Linked DNA regions of Mus musculus: regions 1 and 3 are each linked to region 2. The links are chromatin contacts, called in public Hi-C maps. All regions are on one chromosome and are shown on one strand. The core of a region is the stretch at or near the end of the contact, and the rest is flanking DNA. Distances in the headings are between cores, read along the strand shown. Region 1 overlaps Pard3b (par-3 family cell polarity regulator beta). Region 2 overlaps Pard3b (par-3 family cell polarity regulator beta). Region 3 overlaps Gm38513 (a long non-coding RNA gene).

What was found. A called contact is a pair of places that touch in the nucleus more often than the background predicts.
Region 1: a contact with region 2 is called in a Hi-C map of the N1E-115 cell line, with 4 times the contacts expected there. The contact joins two enhancer-like sites. A contact is called at or near these places in 2 of 484 Hi-C or Micro-C datasets (the N1E-115 cell line and embryonic fibroblasts).
Region 3: a contact with region 2 is called in a Hi-C map of the N1E-115 cell line, with 2.0 times the contacts expected there. The contact joins two enhancer-like sites. A contact is called at or near these places in 2 of 484 Hi-C or Micro-C datasets (the N1E-115 cell line and embryonic fibroblasts) and 1 of 115 datasets of contacts at active chromatin or transcription factors (the NIH/3T3 cell line).

Annotation. Positions count from the first base shown.
Region 1 is chr1:62,084,932-62,087,646 of GRCm38.p6, forward strand. The region is part of intron 4 of Pard3b (par-3 family cell polarity regulator beta); the gene reads left to right. Among named protein-coding and RNA genes, the nearest start is that of Pard3bos2, 50 kb to the right of the region's middle. Within about 2 kb of position 1,375, at least 15 of the 459 cell types and tissues checked have an H3K27ac peak or open chromatin away from gene starts, as enhancers often do. A contact at or near this core is called in the N1E-115 cell line, where this site is marked.
Region 2 is chr1:62,547,750-62,550,449 of GRCm38.p6, forward strand. All of the region lies in intron 21 of Pard3b (par-3 family cell polarity regulator beta), which reads left to right. Among named protein-coding and RNA genes, the nearest start is that of Gm34881, 23 kb to the left of the region's middle. Within about 2 kb of position 1,417, at least 28 of the 459 cell types and tissues checked have an H3K27ac peak or open chromatin away from gene starts, as enhancers often do. A contact at or near this core is called in the N1E-115 cell line, where this site is marked.
Region 3 is chr1:62,975,628-62,978,327 of GRCm38.p6, forward strand. All of the region lies in intron 2 of Gm38513 (a long non-coding RNA gene), which reads right to left. Among named protein-coding and RNA genes, the nearest start is that of Gm38513, 4.5 kb to the right of the region's middle. Within about 2 kb of position 1,389, at least 6 of the 459 cell types and tissues checked have an H3K27ac peak or open chromatin away from gene starts, as enhancers often do. A contact at or near this core is called in the N1E-115 cell line, where this site is marked.

The DNA of each region.
Region 1 (2,715 bases), core at 125-2,624, 460 kb before region 2:
TAATTTTACAAATAAACCGTGAAGAAAAACAGAATAGAAATTAATTCCAACGTAGGAGATTCACTTATTTGGACTTCTTTTTCTGTCAACAAAATTGTGAGTTCTATAATATAAACTTAGCAAGCCCATCAGTCATAATGTTATACTTGTCTAATAGCTGTGTTCAAAGACTTCAAAAACACTTGGGATTTTAATTTTAGGTTTCTCTCTTATACCACTGCATCTAAAGATGTTCCTTTCTAGCTCTTCTTTCATTCCATCTTTTCTTAATAGGCTTTTCTAGTTTTGACTGATGTAGAAGACAAAAATACTTCTAGTACTTGGGTTAATTAGAATATGGGTGACAGAGTATGGTAAAATGTGATTTTAGTACTCTGCTCAAATCCAGTTTTGACACCGTTGAAGTTTATTTTGATGTAGCTTATTCTGAAGATCAACATCCTATTCTCTGAATGGCTAATACTGTAACCTATGAAGAATGTATAGATTGTGAATGATTCTTTCCTAAAATGTGTATAACTAAAAAAATAAAATTAAAATAAAATAAACAAGGAAGCTATTGCTATTATCCATTTAAACTCTATACTAATGACTTGTACGTTCCTGGTATGAGTTTTTAACCTTGGTGAGAATGGATTCAACTTTAAATTTTATTCTAATGTCCTATGAATGTCTATGCATTCATAGAAGAGCAATGAAGTTTTCCCTCTAAGATACCAGTAGTCTGAGTGTATTTGCCAAGGAAATAATAAAGACAAACATTTAAAGTAAAAGCCTGAATATCCATACAGAGGCAGTATCATAAAATGGTGTCTACAAAAACACACATCAATCCATTCAATGAAATAGCTGCCTTTAAAAATCTCCTGTCTAAACACAAGTAGCCAGGTATGTCCAAGGTCAGAGTCAAGGTTGAGAACCATGGGTTTTGTTGCTGATTGTTGTTATTGTTGTCCTCTTCCATGATGGCCTTCTGGGCGTCAGACAATTGAGAAACATCCGTAGTGCAGACTGGAAGGGTTAATGAACATTCTCCCAGCTTCTGAAAGGAATACAACTTTCTCTTCAGATGAGGATTTTTTTTTCTCTCTCTCTCAAAACATACACCCTCCTGAAGTGTGTGTTTCATTCTGGCTTCTGCTTACAAAGCAGAGTTAGTCATAGAATGACATCGTACAGACATTAAACAAGACTTTTCTTTCTCACGAGGGGGCCCCTTTCCTAATGGCCCTGTGCCATAAAGTTGAATTCTGAAGTAGATGAATCACATTTTAAAAGTCGCTACTGTGTGTGTTTTACGCTTGTGGAAACACGTAGCATCCTCCTAAGCAGCGTGTGGCTTGTGACAGAGGTGCTTTTGATGTCTGATTAGATGATCATGGAGACATCTGGAGTGAGTTAGGTTTAAAGTGACTGTTGTGAGCCAATGGAGGCTCCAAACCCTTCAGATAGAGTCAGGCTTTATTTTGTTTTCCCCTAAATCACAAGCTTTTGCGATATTTAACTGATTTTTTTTTTTTTGAGCCTTCTCTCCAGACAGATCTCCATACTTTTCCAAAGTAAAAATGGATGAATGGCATTTGTTGAAAAAAAAATCATCAAGGGTTATTGCTGTGGGAAGAAACTGGCAGCTAATGCATCTGAAGTCAGAACTGACCGACTTAGTACTGAGAATGATGGCTCTGTTACCTCTGCCTTTAATTTCAGTCACTACCAATCAAACATGTTAACATATAGATAAAATGTATCTGGTTTTAGTTCCATTCTTACAATGATCGAAAGCAAAGCAAGCAGATCTGGACGCAGCTGACACTGTTTAGATTGCAATGCTGCTGTGTGTGGAGAGCACTCATTGAGAGATTACTCATTAATACAGCAAATTGTATTTGAGTGGTTGCAAAATATGAGCATTGCATAGAGGCTGTGTAATTTCCAGAGAAATCCTTTACCCAAAATATTTGGGATTAGAAGTGTTTGGAATTTGCAATAATTCTGGATGCCGAAATAATTTCATTCATACATATATATATATATATATATATATATATATATAAAATATTAAAATATTATATATATAATATTAAATATATATATATATATATATATATATAATCTTAAGAACTAGGCCTGATACTAAGCATTAAATTTATTTGTTTTCTAAGCACCTTAGATACACAACCTACAGCAGTTGTATTCAACATTTAAATAATCTGATTTTTTTTTTTTTTTTTTTTTTGCTGTAGCCTACTCACAGGAATTGAGGGGCAAGCTTTTCCACTTGGGTTATCAGGTTAGTGGTGCTCAGTCAATAAAACAATGTTCTCTATGTATTCATGAGTAAGACTATTATTTATCTATAATAGATGGGTAGACTCATATACACACACACCCCATATGATTTTTTTGCCTTAAAATCCCTTTTTCAGAGCTTCCAAAATGTCCACTACATTTCTTCTTATGACAGTCTATGAAAACTCCTTTCCTTCTAAGGTCATGGAAAGACGCACATGGTCTTTGTCATCTGAAGCATTTAAGTGTCCAGGTCAGGGTTTTAAGTACATTCATTCACAGCCGTGCCTCTATCATCACTGCCTCTAGAGTTCTGCAGTTTACAAAACTGAATTCTGTAGCCATTAAAAATGATCTCTGCTGTCCAGAAACCCTGACAACTACAATTTACCCTTTTCTCTTCCTAATTTTGAAAGCCTGGGAAGC
Region 2 (2,700 bases), core at 167-2,666:
CAGTGCCTTGACTACCTCAGTACATACCAGAGGCCCAACCACAGTAACCAAAGAACCGCCAGTCAGGCCCCCACCTCTCAAAGGTTCTGCACTTCCCCCTGAGCATCACCCTAACATAGGGGTTTTATGGGACAGTAGAGATTCAAGTTCCTTTCAGGGAGTATGCATTATCTGCTTGGTGAATTGGCTCCCTGGGGCTCCACGCACAGTTCCCACCCCAATGGTGGACTGTGTCCGCAGATCACTGTTCCGCTCAGAGCCCAAAACAACTGCACTGAAAAATATAAATGATGTCAAAGCAAGGAGAAGGAGGGGACCTACTGCACTCATGAGTTAAGTGGCTTTGGCGAGACCTGAAGCTTGATTGAACTAGTCACTGGCAAAACATGAAATGCCAGTTTAATGGCAGGAACTTGCTCACCTGGGTTTCAAGAAGAGATGGAATTGCAGAGGAAAGGAAGTAAAAGCAATTGAGGGTTTTTGTGGTTGGTGGTGGTGGCTTTAGCCCTTTATGTTTCTATGTTGCTTTCACAGGAATACACTGCCGTGCACGCTGTATGGGGGTGAAGCTGGGATATATAACATGTGAGTGAATCTCCAGCTTTTAAACCATAGCATCAATCATCTTGAAAGGAGGCAACATGTTTACAGGCAATCCCCAACACAGAAATAAACTGTGTTGCCGAGACTCGTTTAGAAGTTGGCAATTTAGAAGGAGACATGGATTTCCCATGGGAGTAGGGGAAAGATTGGTTGTGGGGCTTCCCAAACCAGCATCCAAATTTCCACTGAAACTCAGTAACATTGTGCTAATCACAGTGCCATTGGCTGGAGCAGCAGTAGGGACCTCCAGAGTCAGAGGAAGAAAAGGACATTTTCTTCCTCCTTTCCTGGACACATCCATGTTTGGCATATTCTTCTGGCCCTGCCTGTAAATGTCTCCCTTGACCTTTAATTGTCCCTGACTTCCTCTATCATGGCTCCCCACTGAAGCTTCACTTTTCCTTCCAAAGTCCAGTGCTCAAATTTACCTCAGCCCCACCCCAGGAAGTTATCATTTTGTCAGCGTTTGCCCCCAGAAGTCCATTTTGACCCATCAGGTGTGTAGAGGAAGTATAGGAGGGAGGATTAGGAGACTGACTGGAACAAGCCACTCCCACAATGGACTGCTCGGTCTGTTCCCTGTCACTCTGTCACCTCTCTGCCAGCCTGTGCTTTCCCCCTGAGACTTCTCCTTGTATGTAGGGCCCATGTTTTGTCACATGGCCCTGTCTGACCGGCTTCCTGTGATCAGTGATCTGATTCTGAAAATGGAACTGATTTCTTCAGTAAACTGCTCCTCACATCCTCCAAGGGAAGCCCTTTGTTCTATATCTGCTTGCTGGATCCCATAACACCAGTTATTCTAACAGGGGCCATGACTCATCAGCCCTGCCTGACCATCTGCTCTGGAAGCCAGATACCCTAAACCGCTCTGTCCACTCATCCTGTCTTTCTAACACAGAAATGGTGAGAATTGCTTGAGCAGTGCTGATTAGAAACATAACAGGCAAGCAGAGCATTTAATCGTAAATAGATCAGGATCATAAGTGATTGCCCGAGTATGTGTCAAGGTTACGCCAACTACTAACTGGGAAAGTGTGGGCCATTTCTGTCTCCTTTAACAATCTGCTGATGGTGCTGTTTCATGTAAGTATGGGATCACGTATATGATTGCACGGGAAGCACTTAGAGTGGTCTCTGACATTGTAGGAAGTGTTCCATAAATGTTTCCAATGGTTTACAGGCCAACGTGTTTAGACGCCATTTATTCCACTGGCTAGACAACCATGTCTCCTTAGTCATTATCTTCCGTCTTTAACCTCTGCTCATTCTGGAGTTCTGGGTCACTATACAGTGCACACTGCATCGTGGGAGGCCCTCCAGCCACTCTCACTGTGCTACCTTGGAGAGACACATGATGACTTCAGGAGGCGACTGTCAGCTTGGTTAGTAAGCAGTATTTTGGCAAATTCCATTGCTCCAAAGGTCAATATCTATTTTCCTCTCTCCCACACATATACTTTTCTTCCTAAGGACTATGCCTTTCATCTTTGACCCTAGGGCACCCCTAATCTCTTTAACGAGCTTATGCAAAAATCAAAGGCCAGCAGAAAGTTGACTTCAAGTAGCTTCTGCTTTCAGCTCTGCAAAAACCCCAAAGCAAAGAAATATCAACTGCAGGCCGACCAAAGAGTGAGGGTGCAAACCAAAGAGATACATACAGATTATTGCTTAATGAATTAAACAATACCAGATTATTGATAACAATGACATCGTTTATTCAATGCCTACTCAACCTAGTTTTGTACAGCATATCTCAAACAAAGATGCTGTGATGTAGACATCTTTAACGCTATTGTATAAATGATTAAACTAAGACTTTGCTCCATCACCACACAATCATTGACCAAGCTGATTTTCAAATGTGGGCTAACTCCCAGAGCAAAGAGATGAAAAGGAGAGTCCAGCCCCTGGCAGCTCTTTAGATACTTTTTATGTAAGGGGCAGGGAGAAAGGGAAAGATTTCCTGTTTCCCCTGTCTTTAAGCACTCATATTTAAACACTGTCAAAACTGTTTCTCTTCCTCTGCTGAACGACTCTTCATCATTCCTAGTTTGCTTTGGAACCCAACAGGACTGAACCAAAACCCACGTTTGG
Region 3 (2,700 bases), core at 139-2,638, 430 kb after region 2:
CCTCTAATTAGGGAGGAGAGAGGGGGATAAATACAGAAGGAGGGAGGAGAAAAAAATCACTGTAAGAAGTCCAAAAAAAGTCATAAAGAATCACACTCACACTATTAACTATCTGCCTAAAAATATAGCACAAATAAGTCTGTGTGTAAATATTCATATATAGTTTAAATGAAATATTTCCATCTGGTCTAGCAATGTTCCTTCCAAGAAACAAAGACCATCTAACAAAAATCCCATTTCCCAGCCTGAGAAGCCCTCTTTTGAGTTGTTGATTGGACTTGTCCAAGAGGCTCCCAAAAGTTTACAGGATATTGCTGTTGCTCTTGGTTGCCACCCAGAGTTGAAAGATTAGGTGTGTGTGTGTGTGTGTGTGTGTGTGTGTGTGTGTGTGTGTGTATGTGTATATATATATATAATCAAAAAGCCATGTTTTAAAAGATAGATATTCCTGTCTTGTGTTTCTAGAGTACAGAAGGCTGAAATTTTCAAATGAAAGGCAACCCTGCTAGAAGAGGAAGGCCAGGCAACATCTGGAAGTGGCCACAGAGCATCCAGGCTGCCACCCAGTCATGAAAGTTCTCCTGATAAAACACACAAGTGACCAACAAAAATAGCAAAGCAAGTGTACTCTCTGCTGCCTGCACCCACCCACCCTGTCATCCTGATCTGAAGGTGTGAAGGCCTGAGACTGACAGTAGGAAGGATGAGGGAGGGGTCACTTTCTCTGTCTTAGTTCAGCTGTAAATTTTCTGGGCTATACAACCATGACAATTGATTTATTTTTCATTTAATACAGATTTATTCTGTGAAGCTTTGAACACTCAGTGACTTGGAATGGAGAATTTTCAGTTTAGTAAAGCATACAGTCCGTAAGTGTTATTTGGATGTGAAATCCGTTCATCTGCACTTCCCTTGTTTGAAGATAACGATATTTTCTGCTGCCCCATCTGACAGATCTCCAACCTTGAACATTTCAGTGTTAATCTGAACTGGTAAGTGATCAAAGCTTATATCCTGTTTTCTTTTCAGACAAGACTGAATTAAAAAAAAAAAAAAAACTCATATTCTTATAAATAGCCCAAAGAATAAGCCAAGAATTCCTGCAGAATCTAATGAGATCTATTATGCTAAGTAGGGAGACACCCCTCCCCCAAGCCCTCAAGAAAAGAGCTCAAGGAAGTAGAAATTAAATTGCCAAGTCTAATGGATTCCCTGTGTGACTAACTCATTGTATTGTTTCACGTGTTTGAGGAGATGCACACATTTCACGGACAGACTTAGTCACTCCTGCTTGCACAGCTGCTGCCCTGCTCCATGTCTAAGGTCAGGTTCATCCATGGCGGAGCTCAGCAGCTCTTGCTCAAGTGGGATCAATCATGAAAGAGTTTTCTGTTGACATTACTCTGATGCTTGCAGGGGACCAGTTCCTACTCTGTCTCAGGAAGACTCTGCCCCTTCATGGTGGGAGGTGGATGTGATTAAAGGACTAGGGTAAATAAAAGCTCTCATTGGAGAGGCTGAATGCCAAAGAACTGCTCAAGGTCGACCAGATGTACCAAATACACCCTGCCCCTTGTGGCTTCCAAGACCTTACCTTTATTTGCAACAATTTGCTTTTTTTTTTTTTTTTTTTTTTTGTGCTTGCCATTTTTCATGCAAAATCCAAAGAGAAGATGAAATGGAGTGTTTTAAAGCCTGTTGGGTGAAGGTGGGATTAATAACAATAACAATAGCAAGTCTTCAACCTCACTCTCTCCTGTGGCTTTACTCTCAATGATCATGATCATCCTTAAGAGAGCCAGCTTTACCTTCAGCAGCCTTTAAAATTGTGTGCATGATATTTAGATCCTTTACATTGCAATTCTATTTGGTACATCTTCATATTCTTAATATATATAGTAGCTTTAATATATATGTATATGTATATATATATATATTTAGAAACCATCTGTTAAAATACATTAAAAGAAATAAAAATCATACAATTCCCTAATGGTGCATGTTTATGTGCATAATCTTAATACTATGGTGTGCTAGTTTAATTTTCCAAATGGATTACAAATAAGGTTTTGAAAAAAAATAAAATTAGGAGTCATTCTTTGGTTACAGTATTGTAAATTTTCTTGTCAGAATTCAGGGACTGTCCCCTGGCTTTGGTTCTGTTCTTTTAAATGAATCCTAAGCCTAGTAAGCAATAACTATAATGTGATATCTGAAATTTTTCTTACTAATTTTTGTGGTTTTGGCAATTTAACCCAGAGCCTCGCAGCTGCTGTACCACTAAACTATGCCCCATGATGACCAAAGCTTCAGTTATGTAATCAAGGGTCCTTTGTTCTAATCACAGTGGCTATAAGATTATTTTCAGCATTAGTTTTAGTTCTGTTTAAGTGGAAATTGTTACAGGTATGGTAACACACACCTGTAACCCCAATACTCAGAAGATTTGCTGTTAGTTTGAGTCCAGCTTGGGTTACAGAGAAAATGTAAAGCTAGCCAGGTATACATAGTAAAACCCCATCAAACACACAAACACAAACCAAAAGATTGTATATGTATGTAGTGTATATTAATTAGAAAAAGAAGTCGTAAAATATAGATTGAGCATCTCTAGTCCAAAATACAACTTTTTGCACTCAAACAGCCTCGGATTTTGTAGCATTTCAACGTTTTAGATTAGGAATGTTCAAATGACAATCT